2 separate regions of the Gossypium hirsutum genome follow, and region 1 is linked to region 2. Evidence: chromatin contacts called from public Hi-C data. All regions are on one chromosome and are shown on one strand. Each heading gives the region's core, a stretch centred on a gene start, on an enhancer-like site or on the middle of the called end of the contact. The rest is flanking DNA. Distances are from core to core; before and after follow the strand shown.

What was found. A called contact is a pair of places that touch in the nucleus more often than the background predicts.
Region 1: a Hi-C map of leaf shows a contact between it and region 2, with 3 times the contacts expected there. The contact joins the enhancer-like site here to the promoter of LOC107922137 in region 2. A contact is called at or near these places in 4 of 34 Hi-C or Micro-C datasets (callus and leaf).

The regions. Positions count from the first base shown.
Region 1 is chrD01:49,765,156-49,771,815 of Gossypium_hirsutum_v2.1, forward strand. LOC107921293 (a long non-coding RNA gene) reads left to right here. Exons shown (of 4, transcript XR_001691007.2): 2 at 79-355; 3 at 465-641; 4 at 3,175-4,830. It also overlaps the pseudogene LOC107921328. Among protein-coding and RNA genes, the nearest start is that of LOC107921293, 3.8 kb to the left of the region's middle. Within about 2 kb of position 4,061, at least 3 of the 9 cell types and tissues checked have an H3K27ac peak or open chromatin away from gene starts, as enhancers often do. A contact at or near this core is called in leaf, where this site is marked.
Region 2 is chrD01:49,518,732-49,525,384 of Gossypium_hirsutum_v2.1, forward strand. LOC107922137 (YTH domain-containing protein ECT1) reads left to right here and starts at 4,185. Exons shown (of 8, transcript XM_016851997.2): 1 at 4,185-4,564; 2 at 4,982-5,055; 3 at 5,188-5,317; 4 at 6,083-6,144; 5 at 6,281-6,653. The coding sequence starts at 4,522.

The sequences.
Region 1 (6,660 bases), core at 2,811-5,310, 250 kb after region 2:
CTCGCTTGATTCTTGAATATTATTTACCACCAATCTCAAATCACTCTCAAGAATAACATTTGAAAAACCCAAATCCAGAGCAAATTGGAGCCCATGAAGGACAGCAAGCGCTTCAGCAATCACCACCGAATGAACCAAATTATGTCCTTGAAATCCCGACCCCATTATAAATCCCTCATCATTTTTAATAATAAAGCCTGACACTGCTCGTTTTTTGGCAATCGACAATCCCACATCAACGTTAATTTTTAATCACCCTTGCGGAGGTGGCGACCATTTTACCATGGATCTTGGTTGTGGATACTTCAAATTCTCAGCACTACTATGATATTCCAACCCAAAACTCCTAATGAAGGTAACAATTTCCTCCAAACTTTGCACCTTTCTTTCATGTACAAATTTATTTCGAGAGAACCAAATCGCCCAGATAGTAACAATAATTACCCTTTTCCTATTCTTATCAGAATTCTCCAACAGCCAACTCAACCACTCATTAAAATTTACCATTGAACTCGGCCACTAGACGTCTAACTTGGACCAAACTTGTGCAGCAAACAAGCAATCCCGAACAGCATGAGTAGAAGATTCACACCCCTAACCACAACGCAGACAACAGTTATCAGCAGACAATCTCCTATAATGTAAGTTTTGAAAAGTAGGCACATAATTTTGGACAAATTTCTAGATTAAGATGTGAATTTTTGAAGGACACTCTAAACACCATATTTGCTTGAACATTTTTTGCTCGTTGATGCTCACATTAGAGTTGTCCAATAACATTTTATATCCACTCTTTACAGAATAGATACCCGAAGTTTCGCTAAACCAAACTACTTTATCTGATTGATCAGTAGTGGGAATAGGTAGACTCATAATCTGGTCAGCTTCTTCCACCGAAAAAGTTGAGTAAATAAGATCTCTATTCCAACGATTAGGTTCCTTTAGAATTAACTCAGCCACCCAATCCAAACCAGCCACCCTATCAGTAGAAATAGAATTTTGAGCTTTTCTTGGCAACGAATGATCTTTCCATATTGACACCGATGTTCCAGACCCAATTCTCCACTTCAAACCAGACCCTAACAGGCCTTTAGCACACCAGATACTTCTCCAAAAAAATGATGGATTCGCTCCTAAAGAGGCTTCCATAAAATCTGATCCCCTATAGTACTTTGCTTTGAGCAAATGCGCAAGTAAGGAACTCAAATTTTCCATAAGATGCCAACCCTGTTTAGCAAGAAGTGCGATATTGAATTTGGCCAAATCTCAGAAGCCCATCCCGCCCTCCTCTTTTGGTACCGACAGCTTCTTCCATGAACACCAATGAAGCCCTTTTTTCCCTGTTTTCTTTTGCCACCAAAATCGAGCCATGACCGCTTCTAAATCCCTACAAACTGCTGATGGTAACAGAAAACAATTCATAGCATATAGTGGAATAGCCTGGAGTACAGCTCTGATAAGGACCTTCCTCCCCTTACGGAAAGTAATCTCGAGCTCCAACTAGAGACTCTTTTTATTAGCTTTTCTTTAAGTTCCTTAAAAGCCCTCTGTTTGTTACGCCCCACCATTGATGGGAAACCAAGGTAATTCTCCAGGTTTAGATTCCTATTAACCCCCAGAACCCTACAAACCTCCTCTCTGTTAAACTGGTCAACATTGGAACTTAAAAATGACCCTAACTTGTCAAGATTGACTTCCTGACCAGAACACTTAGCATAGGCCTCTAAAATTTCTTTGATCACCATTGCTCCATTGATAGACGCATCTCCAAAGAAAAGGCTATCATTTGCAAAAAAACAAATGGGTGATTTATGGGGCTTGCCTACTAACCCGAAAGCCATTTAGAACTCCCCTTGACACAGCCCTTCTAAGAAGAGTCGACAATCCTTCACCACATATAAGGAATAAATAAGGACTAATAGGGTCCCCTTGGCGAAGGCCTCGTGACGGGAAAAATAACTCACACGCCTTCCCATTCATACCCACAGAATACGAGACCAATGTCAAACAACCCATAACTTTCTCAATCCACCTATCCGAAAACCCTGTCCTTCGAAGCATAACATGCACAAAATTCCATTCAACCCGGTCATAAGCTTTACTCATATCTAGTTTTAACGCAAATAACCCTTTCCTCCCAATACGTTTTCTCTTCATAGAATGTAAAGTTTCATATGCAGCTATGATATTATCCGTAATGAGTCTTCCCGGTACAAAAGCACTCTGTGCTTCATCAATACATACATGGAGTATCTTTTGAAACCTATTCACCAACATCTTTGAAATGATTTTATATAAAATATTACAAAGACTAATAGGTCTAAGTTGAGTCATGCACCGAGGAGAACTGACCTTGGGAATTAAAACAATTCTTGTATTGTTAATTTCAGCCATATTATCAACCCCTGCATCGTCTCAATACAGAAATTAGCTACATCTTTACCCACAATATGCCAAAACCTTTGGTAGAAAATCGCCCCTATCCCATCTTCGCTAGAAGCTTTTAACGGGCTCTTGGCTTTAAGAGTTGAACACACCTCTTCATATGTAAACTCCTTCTCAAGGTCCTCGTTCATCTGTTAAGAAATACATGGCTCAACACCTTCCAAAATTGAGCTTGGATCTCCAACACTTTTCGCTGTAAATAAAGAAGTAAAATAATCAGTGGCCAACTGTAATAAAGCATCATTGTTCGCATAACTATTACCCTCGCCATCCACTAATTCTTCCACCTTGTTCTTCCTACTCTGATCCGTTGCTGATTGGTGAAAAAATGGGTATTCCTATCCCTATTTTTCAGCCAATTTGCTTGAGCTCTCTGTTCCCAATAAAGCTCCTCTCTGTCCACCTGCATATTAATTTACAGCTTTGTCTCCACAATATCCCCTAGAATCTCGTCTGTAAGAACTTCTTCATTAAGTTGAAACAACTGTTTTTCCAACTCTTTCTTCGTGATGTTGAGCTTTGTCTACATAATCTTTTGAAACATGGGATTTAACATGATGTAATTATTTATAAATGACGTGTTGAGAAGTGATGTTAACTTATTAATTTAGCAAAGTGATTTATTAGCATGTTTGATTGTTTAAATGTTTTATTATTTTCAATTCAAATTGTGCTAGTACCATTAACCATTTAATGCCTAGCGTGGAAATGTGTTTCTTGTGTACGCAGGTCTCGACGAAGATAGGTCATGATCGTTTAGTTTGAAGGTATCCAAAGGTATTGCAACTCAGCTCATGCTAAATGATATATTTTATTGTAAAATATTTAAATATATATAACTAGATTTATCCATGAATCGAATGGCCCACATAGTGTAGTAGGCTTAACTTGACTTGGGTCAGACTTGAAAAAAGATCTTTGTTTCTAAAATTGCTAAGTTCGACCTGAGTTCAGTCTAAATAATAAAAATAATTTAAAGTTTAAGTTTAATTATAAAGGAATAAAATTATTTTTTATTAGTATTTGAACAGTGAAACGTGCAAACATGTTGGGTTGGGTCGACCTAAAAATGAGCCCAGATTTGATTTTTTTTAAATCGAGTCATAGTTCAACCCGACCTCTATATTTAAGTGATAAAATATTTTTTATTAAAATTATGAAATTATATTTTATTATTTATATAATTATATTTAATATAATATAATTTAAATTTTTATTTAATATGATATGTTATATTATTTATTTAATTATACAAAATATTTTTAAAGGTGAATCTAAAAATATATATATATTTGCTATTCAATGTTGTAGGAATTAGTTATTTTTTTATATCAACTATAAAATGAAAAAGAGTAGACCATTCCATTGAATGAGCCATTTCCCTTATTCAGTGATGAACGATGAACGATGCATGATTCATTAGTTTGGTTGAAAGAATGGCTCATTCAATGGATAAATTTTACTGTTACAGTTATTGGATGCATATTTACAGTTAACTTTAATCTAATTAGATGAAAATTCATTTATTATTTGCATACCATCAGGACTTGTAGGCCTGCATATGAGCTATGCGCTACTATGGTCCAGTTTCTAGAACCTAATGAGGCCATACTCTTCCTAAAATGGCTAAACAAAAATATAGCATTACTGGGCTAGACTTTCAAGCATAAACCAACCCAATTGGTCTTCTAAATTATGGGCCTAATTAACAAAATTGGGATTCTAATTTGCGTTAACCTAGTCACTTATTAATTTTCTTTTTAAAATTTTAATTAAATCCGTTACACTTTTACTATAACAATATTGAAATGTGATGAAGTGACATTAATAACTAATAACACAACAACGCGTGGAGTTTAAAATTATAACATATAACAAATAAATAAAAAGATAAAAAAAATCTTTAAAATGTATAAATTTATAAAAAAAATATAAAAATTATTTCATATTCAAAATAAATTTAGATAAATAAATGTCCATATTCAAATTAACCTGCACATTATTTTAATAGGTTCACTAAAAGCGTTCTCTTTTTAGTAATACATAAATATCGAAGCATAGAAAATCAAGTACAAACATATCAAATCTTCACAAAACCTCAAGGAATTAAAAAAAAAAAAAGACATAATAACGAACAATAGCAATTAAAATGGTTTTTACTTAAACAAATCCCTAAAATAAGTCATGGAATTGAAAACCCGGAGAAATCTCTCTCTTTCCTTTGAAGCTCATGTTAACCGATTAAAACCAAGAGTTTTTTTTAATTACCTTTTGAATCCTTTTCAATTTCGAAATTAAGCAAATTAGTCTTTCTTAAAAAAATTTAGAGCAAATAAAGACAATTAATCACAGAGTTAATGTCTTCCATCAATTGTATATGATTTTGATTGGTATAATGACAAATTTAGAATCAATGTTTATATATTTTGTCATTTTGGCCTTAATTCTAAAAAATTCAAAAAACTTAGCCTCAATATTTACACATTTACACAAATGTGGGAGGATAAATTTGTTAATTAGGACCAAATTGATAGAATGTGTAAACATTGTGGGTTAAATTTATTATTATACCAATCAAAATCGTGAACAATTGTTGGAAAATATTAACGTCAGGATTAATTGTCTTTAGTTGCTCACTTTCGAAATTGATAATGATTAAATTGCTTTGAATTTTTCGATGGGCCAATTTATTCAATTTTAAAATTGGGAGGGATTGAATAGATTTTTTTACCAATTATTTTCAAATAAGAAACATTATCAAGCCAAAAAAAAAATTCCAAGCAAACCACGTAATTATTGAAGTAAACATTAAAAAAACATTTAAACTAGGTGAATGCAAATGAATCATCTATGTAGTGTATAAAAATGGAATAATTCTAAAAAAACCCTCAACGTTTGGGAGTTTTGGTTTATGCCCTTAACCTTTTTATTTTTTGATTGATACTCTTAACATTACGATTTTTTCAAAAATCAGTCCACTTTTAACGGTCAATATGAATTGACTGTTAATTAAACTGTAGGTCAACATAGTAGCCTATGTGATATGCTACGTAAGCAAATGATGTTATATATCACGTAATCTATTTATTTATTTTTTTTCATTTTGTGTCCATTTTATTTTTTCTCCCCTCTTTCTCTCTTCCTGTAAATCACACCATTCAAGGATTCTTCTAAAACCCAAACCTATTATATACCCATAAATCGATACTTTCCTGCCATGGAAAGCTAAAGAGCTTTATATCGAGATACTATTGGGGATTCCCTTCCCTGTAAGCCCACCATCTCTGCTATAATCCGATGTATTAGGATACAATAATGTATACGACACCTTCACCGGTCCAACTCTGTTCTTCAATTTACTATCATTGTTTCTTTCCATAATCCTACTCTCAATTTCCACTAGTTTCTTCCCGAATCTTTCAAATGCGGCTAAGGGTTCATCTTCGGTGGTCCATTCTGCCGTATCTCTTTGCCCCAAGTATATTTCATCGGTTGCATGCCTTGATAAGACTTCTATAAGTGATACACCCAGTAAAGTTTTGGAACTGTGCGGTGATTGTTTTCAAGAAAGCCAAATATAGGTCGTTTTTGAGCTCGTCGTATTCTTTGGTGCCTGGTTCCGACATGAACCAACGGCTGACTGTTGGTCTGTTTGGGAGGTATCCGGCGTATGGGTATTGTCTGAAATTGGCAGCTGCGTGGAAAACGGAAGCTATCTATATGATGATGGTACATGCTTGGGTGAGACCAGCTAATGTGTTCATCTCCAGCCACCATGGTTCTTTTCTTAAATTGCCGTGGCCTTCGTTTTTGACCTCCGACCACCATGATTGGATTTCAGTGTTGTTTTTAACTGTTTCATCTGATGGGTAGTAGAAAGAACAGTACTGGGTTACCCAGGTTTCAATGGCGGTCCAGATTTCTAATCCATCAACGGCGTATGGGTAATCGTTTATCATCAATTTGAGTCCATAGGGACAGCTCGAATCCGGCACTACCATTCCCCTGAAAATAAAGGGTGTTTAAAGGTGTTTGCTTTAAATTATTAATTAAAGAGCAAATTTAAAGCTTTGCGTTTTAGAAGAATCCTTCAATGGTGTGATTTGCAAGTGATTTGCAGGGGAAGAGAGAAAGAGGGAAGAAGAAAGAAAATAGAAACAAAATGAAAAAAAAAAGTTAAATAAATGACATCATATATGACATCGTGTGCTTACG
Region 2 (6,653 bases), core at 2,935-5,434:
TCCCAAGTAGTGGAACCCAATCGAAATTACCACACCTATACAGGATCTCATCTGGAAGCAACCAAGGAGCTCTCCACTCAACGTCTTCCTCCTGAATATTTTCAAGAATTGCCATCCACTTCTCCTCCGAAATGTCGTCTCTCCTCGGCGTAGCTACTATCTCCTTTAGTAGTGAATAATTTTCAGAGAAAACCCGATACGAAACATTATCCACCTTCCAAAAGTGACTGTGAAACCATAGAAGCTGTGCATATCCAATAAATCTGCCCTCACCTGTTTTCCGGTATACACTCAATGACCTGAAGGTTTCTGCCAAAATTACCGGAATTGGTGTAACCTTCTTATCAAGCCGGTCAAATAAATCGGTGACTACTTCATCCACATGCCCTAAGGCCTTGGGGAAGACAACCAAGCCGTATATACTTAAAGCAAAGACATCTAACCTCTTTCTCACTTCTGGGTGCGTTAGAATTGCATATTTCAAACTTCTCCAAGGAACGCATTTATTATCCCCCTTTTGCTTAATCCGTGCAGCAACCCACTGCTCACTCATCCCTGTTATGCCCATCAGCTTCTTTGAAAAGGTTGGCACATTTACCACTCTCGAGTAAACCCTATCCACTTGAGACTTTGAACATCGGAGTAAAACCACATATTCTTCTATCGTAGGCACCAAATCGACCTTCCCAAACGTGAAGTAGCTGTAAACAGGATTCCAAAACTGGGCGAGGGCTCGAAACAAATGCTTGTCTACCTTCACATCAAGCAAATAAGACAAATCCCCATAATTATCATAAAATAACTGTCTAACCTCATTATTCCACTGATCCCAGATTTTCTTCAACTTTTGCAAATTGTTTTGAGTTACACTGATACGAGTAAAATCCCATAATTCCGATACATACCCATCGGCCATGCTATCACCTTTATATCACTGTGTTGTTTCAAACCAAGTTCAGACAGCCGTATTGTCCTCCACTTTATCAAGAAACCCTTTTTCCATGACAAGCTTTCTATCTAGCAACTGAATATGGACTGACGCCTTTTATGATGAAATGAAATTCCATGTCATGCAATCAAAATAAAACACGAAAGTCAGTATCAAATATAAGCATATAATCAAAGAAGAATAAAACGTCTATTAGGACATCTACTAGGGTTTAGTGTGGTTCTACCTAAGGCAAGTTCCTGAGGCTCATTATATACGGTTCGGCTCTAAAGTAAAGGTACCCGAACCAGCAGATTCCTCGATCTTCACCCATTATAGGCTCATATAGATCAAGTTTAGTTCAGGGGGACACATTTTCCCTATGACTATACGGAGATGAAAATCTCACGAAGGCATAGGTACCGATGTATCTCGAAAGTGATCCACTATCCTATACGAAGGTGAAAACCTCACGAAGGAATAGTTTCTCACTCCAACTTAGAGGGTAAAATTATCCAGTACATGTAATGTACAATGCAAAATAATTTAAAGTACTTAAATCAATTAAGCATGAATGCAAGAGGATTTGTAAAACGAATTTTATTTTTTCGACTATAAGACAAAAATTAATCAACTTTGTGGCTCGACTCTCTTATTATTTTTTTCTAAAAATATCCTCAGTGGACTCGCCAAGCTGTCGAAACTATTTTTTTATTTTTGGAAAAAAAACAAAAATTGGTTGTCGATAAAAATTTGGAGTCGCCACCAATCTTTTATTAAGGTGTGATTGGGTCACCTAAAAACGACTTTGGTCTACGAATTTTATAAAAAATGAGTCCGAGAGTCAGTTACATATGAGGAAGGATTAGCACCCTCATAACGCCCAAAAATTGGTACCTAGTTAATTAATTAATGTCTTAATGTCGAAAATTTGAAAATATATAATCCTTAGCAAAAACTTAAAAAAAGTTACGTATTAAGACCCTTATCATTTCAGAGAAAGAAAATGTCACACCCAATGCGTTAGGGCACGACATTCTAATTTGCTCAAAAATGAATTAGGCCAGAATACTCGTGTAATAAAAATTTAAAAGAATATCCATTTATTCAAGATTTAAGAAATCGCGACCCAATACGTTAGGGCACAATTCCTCCAAAATCCCAAACTTGGAATATTTCCTTTATCATTTTTTAGAAAAAGTCTTCATTTCGAGAAATCAATGCGTCACATCCAATACGTTAGGACACAACGTGTTGAATTCCCAGTAATGAGTTCTTATTTTTTGATTAAAGAGAAATGCTAGATTGTTAGATTTAACGAATAAAATCGGAACCCAATACGTTAGGGCTAAATTTCCTTGAAAATCCTAAATACAAGCATTATTTCAATTTTGAAAAGTTTGAAATCGAGTTAAAAAAAAATGATGTGATGCTACATTAAATATACAATGCAATAATAAATATTACAATGGCATAGAAATAATGCATACAAATAAATAAATAAAACTAATATACATAAAAAAATAAACAATGACATGCAAAGTATCACATAAACGAGCAAAATAATATAAATGAAAACACAAATAAATAGCAAAAAAAATAAAAGGCACATGATATACACATTAAACTATGAAAAATACACATGAATTTATATATAAAAATTAGATTATAAAAGATTTATATAAACAAAATACATAATGCATTTGTGAAAATAGAGAAAAGTAGGAAAATATGTATATACATATAAATTATAAAATACATGTTAAAATAAATAGGTATTTAAGCATTTTCGGAAATACAAAAAAACATAGATATACACATGTTTTTATATAAAAGAATATTTGTTAGGAAAAAAAGGAAAAAATAAATAAATGAAAAAATAATAATTACATTACTAGAAATAATTAATAATAATAAATAAAAAAAACTAAATTGAACTGGAATTCAAAATTTTGGGGTAAATTCGCAAATAAATAGAGCCAAAAGGACTAAATCGAACACGCGAATTACATAGAGGGGCTGGAAGGCAAGTTTTCCCTTCTCCTCTAAAACGATGTCGTTCCAGTAGGGCCAAATTGAAATTGAAAATAAATTAAAGGACGAATTAAAAAAATAAAAAAAACTTAATTGTAAAATATCAAAAAGGCGTAGGGGCTAAAAGCGCAATTTACCCCTCCGCTCAAAAACACACGGATCCTAGGCCGGGTCGGGTCGACCCCCCAAAACGACGTCGTTTTGGCATTTGGGGAGGCCTGGTGAAACGGCATCGTTTCACGAGACTATTTAAGTAAAAAAAACCTAAAAATTTCATTTTTCCCTTTCTGTTTTTAAAAAAAACTAAAAAAGCTCTCAACCTTTCCCCTTTCCTTCGGGCACCGGCCTAAGGCCCGGTCATCGGTCGGTCACCGGCCATCGCGTCGGCCGCCTATCTTCGGCGCCGGCACCGCCGTCTACGGTGGCCGAAAAAGGGGAAAATCCCCTATTCGATTCCTTAGGCTCCTCTAAGCCCAAATCTGGGTTAAAAATCTCCAAAAGGTAAGCGTAAAACCCTCAAAAGCCCAAAAAACCTTTCAGTTTCCGATCGTCTTTCCTCGGAGACGACTTCCTCGGCCGTTCACGGCGATTTGGGCTCAAAACACAGGTTATTTCTCCCTTTTCTCTTATTTATTTTATTCGTATGTATATAAATGATAAAAAAATAAATATAACAGTAGAAAATAAATAAAAACTGTAAGTAACAACCTTTGATCGATTCTTTGCTCTTTTTGTTGCGAAAGTAATAGCTTTTTTTATTTTATTTCTGAAAAATCCCCCTGGTGCAGTGTTACAATGGCTTTTTTTTAGCCAAAATTACAATATCATAAATAAATCTAATCCATTTTCTTTGATTCGCAATCTTTTTTCTTTCCATATACTGCTATTTCCCTTCTTGATGTGCAGGTATGAAGATCGCGTGGAGATTCGGGGGCATGGTTGCGGCGGGCGAAGTTTACCCTAGAACTCTAAGGTTTCTGAAATTGCTTTGGGCCTGGGGTTAATTTTGGGCCTCTATTTATTTTGAGTTTGGGCCATATAGGCCAGTTTGTAATTCGGGCACTGTATTCTGAGTTTGTAATTTATATTGGACTATTGAACTTTATTATTATTTTTTTGGTTTTTATTGTTTTAATGAGCCCTTGGTAAAATTGGGTATTACAATTATATTATTTGAGTAAATAGAAAAAAGGAATATGAAGGGAAAAAATTGGAGTAACGTAAAGTGACATAAGCGAAAAACTGCTATGGTAGGGGGGAGCAGGTGGACGAGTGGTGTTTTGCCAACTCTTCGGTACCCGCAGATATTTCCTTCCCTTCCCCTTCCCTTCCCCTCTCCTTCATCACTCCCAATGCCCCCGCTTCTCTCTGCTTCTTAACACAACAACTCTTCACCAAATTAACACCCCCCCCAAATAAGCTTCCTTTCCAGAGCCCCTGCTCTCTCGAATCTCGATCTCCAACCCAAAATATTTCATCAAACCAAAACTTATCTTTCAATTCGTTATTATTATTATTATTATTATTATTAAAACTTACATTTTGTTCGTCTATAATTTATGCTAATGGCTCACCAAACTTCTGATCGATTGACCTCTACTGGTACGTCGCCGTTGAATCATAATCTCCGTAAACCAACAAACAAAAATTGAAATATGATATATGATTTATGTCTTCTTTTTTAGGCTGTAAATTTTCAATATAGCTCTTTGGTTTTTTTTGATGTGTTCTTGTTTGATTTTATGGAAGCATCGAATGAGAAATGTGGAATCTACTGCGAGATTGTTCTGCTGGTTTCTTTTATTTGTTTAAAGGATATTATTGGAGATGATCGTGGACATAATTAATGTTTGGCAACAAATAGTATCATCGCCTAACCATGTTTGTTCGACAGTTATGATCTATTCTTATGTGTTTATGTTTTCAATGTTTGACGTACTTGTTTACTTACATGCTGCACATTATTGTTCAATATTTGTTGCTTAATCGAAGATTTTGACAATGGTTTTCGAATTCTAGACTCGGCAGAGGTTTTCAACGTTATGGTTCTGGATAGCAACATCCTTGCTAACCCGAACGCTTTGACTAATAAGGTATATTGTTGCTTGCATTGCTTCATTTTGTTGGTTGCCTTGATTAGATTGATATAGCCATTGTTTTAAACCGCTGCGCTCTGTAATTGATCATTACTTAGGATGTTGTTATTTGTTCATTTATTTGCACAGGATTTGGTAACTGTTGGTTCCTTGAGGGATGGTTCATCCCATCAGTCGGGATTCATGCCATCTGTTGTTGAGTCCAAGACAACCTATTTGCCCAATGCCTATTCTCCTGAGGCACAGTTCCATCAAGAAGGTTAGTTCCTCTGCATTTGTCATATGAAACTTTGTCTTGTTTCTGTTAACCTAGTTTCTGATTTCATGTATGTTAAAATATATGTAGAAACCTAGGATTAACGGTGTATCAGTATAAGGTTTACAACTTGGATATTTCTTAGGGAATTGATATTCATTCTTGTGCTGATTGGAAGGGTAACTTATTTTGCGGTAAGCAATTCATCTCGTAAATATTTTTTTCCACTTTCTGGTCAAAGTGGAATTAAAAAGATTCAATATTTGACTTCTAATCTATTCGATGTGGTGAACATAGCGGTGGTATTTGAAGATAGAATCTACAAACCTTACGGCAGAAGAACTTCTTTGTATGATTACATTGTGGTTCCTTTGTAGTATCAATAACTGATCTTTGATTTACAGAATTTTTCCATGTTGGCTTATGATTGAATAGAAGTTTTATCAAATTATCTCCAAGCCTATATTGGACTTATGTTAATAGTTGCATATCATTTTTAATGTTTGAGGTTGATGTTTTTCCTGTTAGTATGTAGAATAAAATGGCTTTGTTTTTAAGAAACAATAATTTTTTTTCCTTTTTTAGATTCCACTGAAGGTGATTCTAAATTGGATGTGAGGTATGACATGCAATTTTATGGGCTACGGTTGCTTAGGCAGCTAGTTAGCACGGTTGTGGCTGGCAGAATAAGCTTTTTGTATGGCACATAATGCTCTTTCTTACTTTGCTCATTACTCATGAAGTTTTCTCTATGCTTTTGGAATGCAGCTCATAAACAGGGTTCATTGCTTCCATATGTTAATGCTGAGGGTTTGGACAATGGTTTTCATGTGTGTAAACCTACTATCTTTTCCAATCATTTACGATAATTACTATTTGTTTCATTTACTATTATTACTATTTGTTATTTTCTTTCCTTCTATGAATATGTCTTACAAAGGCGTTACTTTTGTTTACCTTACCCAGGACATCTACAATGAAACTGCATCTCTTGGGTTTCATGGTTTTGGGCATAGTCCACAAATGCAACAAAGAGCTTATGCTCCGGTTTCATCTTATCTGCCTCCTGTTGGGGATCCTATCGGGCTGTCCAATGCAAGGCATTTCATCACCATAGATTCATCTTATCACCATCCATCAGTTCCCCGAAATATTCCACATGTTACTTCAAAGGCCCAGTTTTCTCATTTAGAGTGTCCTGTAAATATTGAGCAACAAGTGGTTGGAAAAAGATTTGGGCTGAGAACCAATTACCTTCCTCAGTTAGGATCATTTGATGGAGGAAGAAACTTCTTTGGAAGCTCCAGCAGTCTTTGCTCTTCATACCAAGGGTCTGATG